Regions from separate parts of the Anser cygnoides genome. Here region 1 is linked to region 2. The links are chromatin contacts, called in public Hi-C maps. All regions are on one chromosome and are shown on one strand. The core of a region is the stretch at or near the end of the contact, and the rest is flanking DNA. Distances in the headings are between cores, read along the strand shown.

What was found. Hi-C and Micro-C count contacts between places; a contact is called where the count stands out from the background.
Region 1: a Hi-C map of liver shows a contact between it and region 2, with 1.7 times the contacts expected there. The contact joins two enhancer-like sites. A contact is called at or near these places in 4 of 7 Hi-C or Micro-C datasets (granulosa cells and liver).

The regions. Positions count from the first base shown.
Region 1 is chr2:11,744,042-11,748,978 of Taihu_goose_T2T_genome, reverse strand. It overlaps WDR37 (WD repeat domain 37), which reads right to left. Exons shown (of 14, transcript XM_013185755.3): 3 at 3,641-3,737; 4 at 1,175-1,270; 5 at 949-1,013. Among named protein-coding and RNA genes, the nearest start is that of WDR37, 17 kb to the right of the region's middle. Within about 2 kb of position 1,493, at least 3 of the 3 cell types and tissues checked have open chromatin away from gene starts, as enhancers often do.
Region 2 is chr2:11,701,666-11,706,846 of Taihu_goose_T2T_genome, reverse strand. No RefSeq gene overlaps it. Among named protein-coding and RNA genes, the nearest start is that of GTPBP4, 5.8 kb to the left of the region's middle. Within about 2 kb of position 2,841, at least 1 of the 3 cell types and tissues checked has open chromatin away from gene starts, as enhancers often do.

The DNA of each region.
Region 1 (4,937 bases), core at 244-2,743, 43 kb before region 2:
TAAGTGGCCTCAATAAAGGATTTATGAGTCATTAGCTATTTAAAAAAAAACACACAACAAAGTATTATCTCTGGTCACCAGCTTGGCAAAAATAAAAAAGAAAGTTTGAGAAACAACAGGAAAAAAGGGGAGACCAAGTAAAACATGAACTCAGATGTATTTCACCACACTATTCTTATTCTCTCACTTTCAAACTACTTAATAGATTGTACTTCCAAGACACCTGCAGTCATTCTATTGCGTGCAACAATAGTCTCCACAGAGCTTCTCATAATTAGGTTCACAACCAGATCTCACTGTTTTTTCCTCTGAGACACCACATTTTATTTACTCTTAACATATCACAAAATTACCCTGAGACAGGGCAGAAAGAGCAGCAGCTAAAACTTAAAAATGCAAACAAGAAAAACAAAAGTACTGAACATACATAGCTGTACAAAAAGAAAACCATCAGAAAGGGTAGTTGTGCTAAGAGACCCGACAAAAAGTTAGCTAGCTACTAATTTGCAAGGCTTGTGACATAAAGAAAATGAACTCATAGTTAAAAAAAAATAAACCTACACTACAATGCCTATTTGTATCTTAGGTTCCAATTTCAACTGCAATATCCAAATCTATATTCAAAAAAAAAGTCATCTAATTTCTGTTTCCTTCATCAAAACGTTAGCTATCTCTACAGAAGAGCAATCTCACACAAACATGCACATGCTCTCCCCTCCAACATTCGCTCTTTAAAAATGCGAACAGTTACTGTAAAAAGGTGGTGGTAGCGTGGCTGAAGCAATGAGTAATAGATGAATCCAAGATAAAGATACTGTTCCTCATTAGGCGGGTTCACATAAAGCACAGCACTACTCAGCTTAAAGAAACCATAATTTACAACTTCAGGACAGCCACGTTAGTCTTATGAGTACACAGTGATGAGTAGAGGTTTAATTGGTCTCATACCTTGCTAGTAGATGCCTTGTAAGTTGTCTTTAATTTCTGAGAAAGCTGACTGGTACTATGACTGGCTGTTGAGACAAATAAATTTAAAGGAAGATATTTCAAATACAGCATTAGCTTATTTGTGATAGGTAACTGGCATTAATTCCCTTTAATAAATTCTAGCCAGCCAAGTACAAAAAAAAGTACATTCAAAAGGAGTATATAGAATTATTTGTAGTTCTCTTACCTTTTGTTTTCAGTTGTCCTTTGCTCAGTTCAGCTCCATCAATTGTCTGTCCTTCAGCTGCTAAACGCTCATTAAGTGTATCAATCTCTCTACGTACTGATGAGAGCAAAAATTCACATTAATACAGAAAAACTAAGTATCATTAACAACGTCATTAACATACGATTTAAGAATTGTTATGTAACGTATGCACACAATGTATTTTGCACTAAGGACAGGAAAACAGATCAACTGTGATTTTATAGAAACGGTTCTCACCAAGACATAAACCAAGGCTCATGCTGAATGTTCCGGAGATCAACCTTGACCCAGATTCCAAGGAAAGCATTACTGGCTTCTAATTACTGTTGCTTTTACTATCAAACGTGACTAAAGATTAACAAAGCAACTTCTGTGAAATAAATGACCCACCTTTACTGACTGAAATCCTAGAGAAGGCAGTAAACTTACATCATCAGAAATATTTTAGCCACACAACTAATATGTCATTTCTTGGCAAAGATTTTACTCATCATGAAATAGTATTTTCCCCCGAATGCTTGTCTACTGCTAGTTTCAGGGAAAAAAAAGGAAAACAAACATGCATTTTACACTCTGAAATACAGTAAAAGTGCTGAAGAATGACGTTTACATTTGCATTTAAGTGTTTTAGAAATATCAACTCCAATCAAAATGTTTTTTCATGTTACACAGAGCATGTATTTGCAAGAAGAATCTGCTTTTCTGTCAATTATTGATGACTCTTGCTAATGCCATTTGAACACCAGAGTGATGGCATAGCTAAAACAAATCAGGTACTTGGAAGTGATTTCCAGTTGCTGGGCTGGTTTAAAGTGCCCCAGCTTCATTTTATAAAGATAAAGATGGCTTAGAGTTTTTCCTCAAAATCTGGGCTGATATTTTTCAAGCATCTTCCTTAGGTGAAACATGATTGAGAGGCTTTAGCTAAGCAGTTTTTAACTGTTCTTAAGTCTAGGTCTGTCTTTTCCACAAATTCCTAGGACTACTATTTTAAAAATAAATAAATAAATAAACACTCATTCCCAGACTTTGGAATAAAGCTTTCAGATCCGGGAGAACGTAATCCATCAGGAGAGCGGTTTTTGACATTTCTGAGAAATTCACAGAAGTCTCAGTCATAAGCACTAGAAGGCAGTTTGCAACTGTGTATCAAATTCAAGTGCCTGCAATGAGCAAAGCAAGGTTCTCTTTCCTGTGTTCCAGGTCACATGCACCTAAACTTATTAAACACAGACTGAAAGAAAAGTAAACAAAGAGACAAGCTTGTCCTAACAGATGACTGAAACAGACAAGCCTGGCAGACTAAAAGAAATGGCTGCAAAAAAAATAAAAAAAAAAAAGACTGCAGCCTGGAAGGAATCAGAAAAGGAAGAAACTAGAAATTAGCTGCAATAAGGAAAAGTGGATATATGAACAGCCAGGAAAGAAAAACTGAGATTCTCCACATAAAATAACTGCAACACTAACATAGGAGTTAGATCATAAGGCACAATAACAGACTCAGCATCAAAAGAGAAAAATTTGGAAGTTGTCAGGGAGGCAGAAAGAGATCACAAATGCCGGGAGCAAAATATAACTACCAGGTAAAAAAGAAAGATGCAGAAGTAACAGAAATGGGATGGAAGGAAAATAACCATGCTCTGGAGGGTACAGGCAAATTCGCCACTTGTTTTCTGACAAACATTTGTGAATTTCTGTAAAATTTGGGGGGAGAAGGGTGACATATAATACTTTTTTCTTACTTCCAGCCAACTTCACAGCAGGAGGCTGCAAACTGAGGTGTGCAAATTGTCACTACTGCACGAAGTGTGTAGTGTTGCTGACGGCCTTTAACCACCACTACCTCCGGTTTTTAAAATAAGAAAAAGGCAGCACATTTTCCAAAAGCATGCTAGAATGTTTTTGTAACATGAGTGTTTGCTTTAACTGTGATAACAGATTAGGTTTGGAAAAAAGTTTAACTGGGAGCCAAGACAGACAGATTCCACAATTCAGAAGCCAAGCCATACAACACAGCTTCCAGAACCCAACAAGGAAAATTTAACAGGGTCTTCACAATATGGTTGCTTGTGTTACTTACTTTGGATCCTCTTACATCACTTTAGATCATTTATATTACAATACAGTCATTACACATAGAACATTTTTTCCAGGTAACACCTGGAACGTACAGCGACAAGGAGACAGCCACTTGCCTTTTTTTGCCAAGAGCCAAGGAGGGTATCACACATTAGTCTCGCTACTTGCGTCAAAGAGCTAAGAAAGTTATTTTTCTGAAAGGGGACAAACGCTGTCTTTCACTACAAGTTCAAAACAATTCTTGAATTCCTCACAAAAATAAATTAATTAATTAAATTACAGTATCCAGCGTAAGCTCTTTCAACTAGAGCTGCTATATCCTAAGTCCAAACAGTTCGTAAGTTGCTTAAAGAAAGATATACTCACATTCCAAATTTTCAATATACAGATTTTCAAACTCCCGCTCTATTTGTCCAAAAAGTTCAAGGAGTGTGTTCCGAACAGAAGATGGTAGCTTAGAATCCTAGGAGGCAAAACACAGTTTTATATTTTTTTTTTATCATCTATATAACAATAATAATAATATGTATTTTTATATATATATATACATATGCATACATAGAAAATTTTACTCTGAGCTGCAGCTGCCTTTCAATCTTATGCCAATTTTAGAAGTTTTCTACCTCTCAGCAAAGAGGGAAATTAAAGCTTCTTCTAGCACAGAACACAAAACAAAAAGCTTTGGGGACATTTCTGTCCAAATAATTCATTTTACATACGCTTTCTCTTTCAAGGGACAGAATTCAAGTGACCAATTTTTTCTGTTGTTTTTACTAGAGAACAATTATAAAAATGTAACACAATAAAGGCAAAAAAAGGTGAAAAAATGTATTGTAATGTCAAGATTTTTCTAGTTCAAGAAGAAGAATACCTCTGGTTGACAAAGCAATTTACAAGTTGACTATGCACTACTTAAGAAACTGCTTTGTGATGATACCTTACTATCAAACCTTAAGACAATCTAAGCTTTTAAACGGTCACCTACTTTTGTCACTAGCCATAACTAAGTGTGAAAGAAACAGCAATGTCTAATCCTTCCCTCCCCCATGTTATTCAAGACTCTCCTCCTCGCAGAAAATATTTTGAGATAAGTTTACAGAGAAGGGATGAATTTTTCTTCAGCATAATCAGCATCGCAGTTCTGAGGCATAAAAACAAATACAAGATAAAGCCACTAACACAGGATTTAAAGGGCCCAACTTCAATATGCAGTTCAACCACAAGTTTCTGAAGGCAAACTACTTAAATTTTATTCATCTGCCTCTGAAATACCACATTGCCTCTAAAGAAACACATACCAACCTACGGAGTACTGATTTCTGCTGGGATGCAAGGCTCCCACTCTATCAGTTACTGAAGACCTTTGAGAAGACAGCAAGTACAGGAAAAGGCAAATGACTGCAGCACACTGATAAATTTGCGACCCAGTACTAACAAATATGTTATAAAATTTAAAGCACGGTATGCTACTAAGAAGTGGTACATTAGAAAGGAAAAAATACTGTCACAAGGATGATAACTAGAGTAAATTAATCCACTAGCTGGCCTAATCTACAGTGACAAGCTGTCCCTGTACATCATGCAAATAAATTATACTAAAACTGTTCTTTCCTTCTGCTGCTGATAGACCACAATCTGTAGTTGGCTTACTGCAGGCATCATT
Region 2 (5,181 bases), core at 1,592-4,091:
TTCTTTCAGTCCACATGGTTCTTTACCCGAGCTGGCCTTCTGCACTCCGATGTCCTTGTTCATGTTCATGCCAAACTCGAGGCATAGTTTCATGTTTTAAAAACATTGCTCCAGTAGACTGTAATTCATACCACTTTGAAATTAAAAACAAAATTGTTGTTGTGCCTTGTACAAGAGCAGCTAATAGCAGCCAGCAAGACCCAAACCATGCTCAGAGAGGCGCTCAGGAAAATCAGCATGAGAATGGGCATCCTGAGGGAGCCAAGGAAACACTCTTCTGTAACAAATGCTCCTGCAGGACATGTGTGACATTGTGCTGTGCCTAGCTATGGCATTAGCTTGATATCCATAGTTTCTCTGAAGTGTCAGCTGACAATTCCAAACGTAGCCTCAGATTTGAGGGGTTGGGTCTGAATTTGATTTGTGCAAGGGTTTGTTGTGTTGGATATACTTAAAAAATTGGAGTGTTTCGATTAGATAGACCAAATCTTTGCTTTCTTGTCCCGCAAAATGAGAAGACGAGTTCACAGTGTCAGAGAATCACAGAAGGGCTGAGGTGGGAACAGACCTCTGGGTCCCTCTGGTCCAAACCCAGCTCAAGCAGGGCCACCCAGAGCAGGGTGCTCAGGACCACATCTAGGCAGGTTTTGAAGATCTCTGGGAAGGGAGACTACAATCTCTCTGGGCAACCTGTGCCAGCACTCAGTCACCCTCCCAGTAAAGCAGTATTTCATGATGTTGAGACAAAATCTCCTGTGTTTCAGTTTGGGCTCAATCCTTCCTGGCCTGCCACTGGGCACCACTAAAAAGGGCCTGGCTCTGTCCTCTTTGCACCTTCCTTTCAGATAATCCTATACATTAATAAGATCCCATGCTCATACAGGTCTCTTCCATCTGTAAGTACATTCATTCTGTAGAATCTCACCCAAATTAAGTTAAAGTTTAAACCATTTCAACAATTTGATGTTGCAAAGCTATTTCCAGCATCAGCTCTTATGTATGTATGCGTTCAAGTTTTAAAGCTCATTTCTCAGGCAAACCCTGCACGCACTGAACCTCGCCCAAGTGAAAAGCTTAGCCTCTTGTTTCCTTACCAAAAAATATTTTTGAGTGGGATTTATTAGATAACCTGCTGGTCTGGCAGCAATATCCAGTCCCCCTCACCTTTGATATCAATACCTTAAGTCAAGCTGGTCAAAACCTTAACAAGCTGGGCAGCAATATATTAATTCTGAAGGCAATTTTACTTAAGTGGGGTGCTTGGATTTTGATGGGAGCAGCCCGGGCAGAAGATGCCTGTCAGCCTGAGAGCCGCCAGCCTGGGAACCAGGCCTGTGAGCCAGAAGCATCCTTGAGAGGCACCGCTGGCACCTCTGAAGTGCAGCTGAGCACGTGGGAACCGGAGGCATCCTGCAGATACCACGGATAAGGGCAAAAGCGAGGATCCGTAACAGCAACTTATCGTCTGACAAAGAGAAAACAGTCTGGAAGAAAGGGGAAAACATCCTGAGAAAGTGGGAACCAGCACTGCTGTTGTCTGTGTTAGCTGGAAGAAAGGAAAACAGTCTGGGGAAAGGGCAGCTCTGCCTGAGGGACTTGGAAACACCCTCGGCCATTGGTTGTCCCAGGTGAGAACCGGCAACCAGCCGCGTCCATTGGGTGCTCCGAGAGGTGGTGCCCTACGCCCCCCTGGGTCTCCAGGGTATATCAGGGCCCTGGTCTCCGTCCAGAATGGAACCTCTCTCTGGGAGCACGTCCCGTGCCGCACGGACTTCTCCTTGCCCTCCAGGATTCCCGACACAAACCGACCCTTGGCTGGGGACGCCTGGCTGCTTCCAGACGCTGTGACGCGGATCCCCCTCGCAGTGAGACTTTGTTCCTTACTTGTTTGGGCCCACCGCTGGGGTCGGCCTTTGCCGGCCCATTTCTGAGGTGGCTTTGAGTCCCCTTCTGGGATGGGCTTGATAGTGCTTGGTACCGGTGTCAGTTTGTATAGATAGAAGCATATCCCTGAGCATATTAGCAATCAGTCATAACTAGGTTTGCTGCTTTCCTGGTGATGGGTTTGTTGTAACCTGTAGTATTAATATATATATATATACTTGCTGCTATATTATTGACTGCTACTACTATAGATTGCTGCTGGTATTGATTGCTGCTACTATTAATAACAATATATCTATATACTTGCTTTCCTGGTAATAGAACATAATAGTTGATATATACGTGCTGTTTTAGTCATAGGTGTACTTGATAGTGGTGATTTGTAGTAACCTGTAATAGCGTAGAGAAACTTAGGAAATAAAGCCTCGGTGTCCTCGTGTATTAGAGAATCCTGTGAACCCACTGTTGTGATCTCTATAAAGCTGCAGGCTCGGTGACCCTTTAGGTTTTGATATTAATTGGTGTAAGAGGTCAGCTTCTGTAAAATATACAAATCATGGATGCTTGGGAAGAGGCAGTAGAAGAGCAGCGAAAATGGCAACAGGATAAGGGATGGAAAACCCCTAGGTGGGACAGGAATTGGGTAGCCGAGAATTGTTTCAACTGGGAAGCCTTGCGAGCAGAGTTTCAGAGGTGGCAGGAGAGTCATAAAAGTAAAGGCAAGGAAGGGAAAGGGTCCTTCATTGGGCTCCTCACAGAGGCATTAGCAGCCGCAGGCACTTTGTTTAAAACTACACGGCAGAAACTAGAAACTGCCTCACAGGATGCCTTGCAGCGAGCTAAAGACGCCGAAGCACAAGCGAAAGATGCAGAAGCACGAGCTAAGGATGCCGAAGCACGAGCAGCTGCCTACGAATCTCACAGCCTTATTAAGAACCGCTTGCTGCAACAATTAGAGACTAACCTCAGACCCCTGGCTTTAAGCCAGCTGGAGCAAGAGCATACGCGCCCGATCTCTGAGAGTGAGATCATTGGCGAAATGCACACACTGAAAACCGATAATGAGGATTCCGATTTTAGCAACGGGCTGTCTACGCCCACCTCGTTGCCTGAATCTAACCCAGACGAGACAGCCGCTCTGTACCCCATCACACAGCTCCCGGCTCCTGGCGGAGATGAAGGCTCTCCCCTCCCTCCTCAGGTGACGCTGGCCACTTTAAATTTTAATTCAGGACAGCTCTGGCAGAAGTTCGTGCAGTTCAGCAAGAAATCGAGCGAGGACTGGCTAGGGTGGGTGGCGCGATGCTATCAGATGGGAGCAGGAACACTTATTCTTAATCAGAGCGAGGCTAAACAAATATTCCTGGGAGGGGGGATAATTCTTCACAACCCCGATGAGGGGGCCGAACAGAACACCTTTTCTCTACTCTCTTCAATAATACATGCTGTCAGACAAATGCAGGTGCGATGGGGATACAGCCCCCCTCCTCCCTGGAATACCCGCGATGGGTTTGCCAAGTGGACGATGAGACTGGCTGCCTGGGATGCCCTTAAGGCCCAGGGGGCCATACCAGAGGACATGATGTCTATGATGGCTACAGAAGCAGGGAAATCGAGGCTACTGGAAAACGCAGCGTACGGGGGAGCGAAGGGTTTAGCCTTAATGCTGTACAGTAGGACTTACGATTGGAACACTATAATGGTTCAAGGGCTGCAGTATTGGGTAGCCTTTATGAAAAGCACCCCCAAATCAACAGCTCGCCAAAGGGAAGGGTGGGTCAGGGTCACCCAAACACCAAGAGGAAGTCACAAAAAGGGGCAAAATGTTCGTAAGTTCCCCGTTGAAATGAATCGGTCTGATACAAGAAGATCCCCTGACAAACAGGAGCGAGACCTGGAACGGAGACGCTTATGGGGTCTCCTGCGAGGGATAGGATTCACGCCAGGACAATTAGACAAGATGCCCACATTCCTCTTACAGAGACTGTGGGATAATCGCAAAAGGGATTGCTCCTGCACCCCCAGCGTGAGTGATGAGAAGCTGACAGACAGCGTTGATCCACCTGCTCCTCTGATCCCGACCCCAGATAACCCATCCCCTCCCCCAGTCTCTGATTCAGGAAACTGATGGGGGAACCCCCAGCTTCCAGCCCAGGGAGTTCTGACGACCTGTCCCAAGAGGCTGAAACTTTTAGAATTAGTATTAGCAAAAGTCTTTCTATGCCATTAATAGTAAACGGTAAATATTTTGTTGTTGTTGTTGTTGTTTTCTCATGGATATGGGAGCCCCAATATCAATGAGCAAAGCGGAGCATGCCCCTGGATTAATTAAAAAAAAAAAAAAAAAAAAAGAAACAACAAAACTTTAAAAGGCTTTCTGTGACAGGAATTGCTGGAAAAAGACAAGAGGTTCCTGTAGCCAAGATAAATCTGACTGTGCCCAATGGAAGAACGCTGAGAGCTGTAGTGGCAGTAGGACCCTCAGGTATATTAGGTGTGGATATATTAAAATCTCAGACTTTGAAGGTTCCTTTAGGCACTTGAGTGCCAAACCATCAAACACAGAACTCTAATTTCTGTAGATGAAATACCAGCTGAAGGGTCTACTGCTTTTCTATTACAGGCTGCTCCTAAATTACCTAGAAGTACCTTAACTCATGCACAAAATATCGTATTGGCCCTGAAGCTTTGCAAGGTGTAACTGCTGTCGGTCAGGATTTAGAACAATGGGGTGTTAGTCAGAAAACTCTGTCCCCATATAACTCCCCTGGGTGGCCTGTCCATAAGCCTAACGGCACCTGGCATTTGTCAGTAGATTAGCAAAAATTGTGTGAAAATAGTGGAAATAGCAGACCCTTACATACAGCTGTTCTCTCTGTTACAAATCTTATTTTTGCTGTACAGCAAGCACCCGGTCCTTGGATGTCTCCCCTGGACAAGGCAGAAGTATTTTTCATGGTCTCATTGCAAGCTGAGGATCAAGAGAGCTTTGCTTTTACCTCAGTAGAATCCAGTACGCTTTCGCCTGATTGCCCCAAGAATTCAAATATAGCCCTATGTTGTCACATCAGGCTTTGGCTAAGGAATTAGAACACGTTTGACAGGAACCAGGGGTGAAAGTGTAATATTAATATATAGAAAGTGTAATATTAATATATAGATGACATTTTAATCAGAGGAGATTCCCCCAGTAAGGCCCAAATAGTAGGTGATCATACAAAGCTCAGTGACGAAGTCCTAGCCAGATGGTTCAATTTTTAGGCATAACTTGGCAAGGTGGCAGAGGGTTTATTCCCT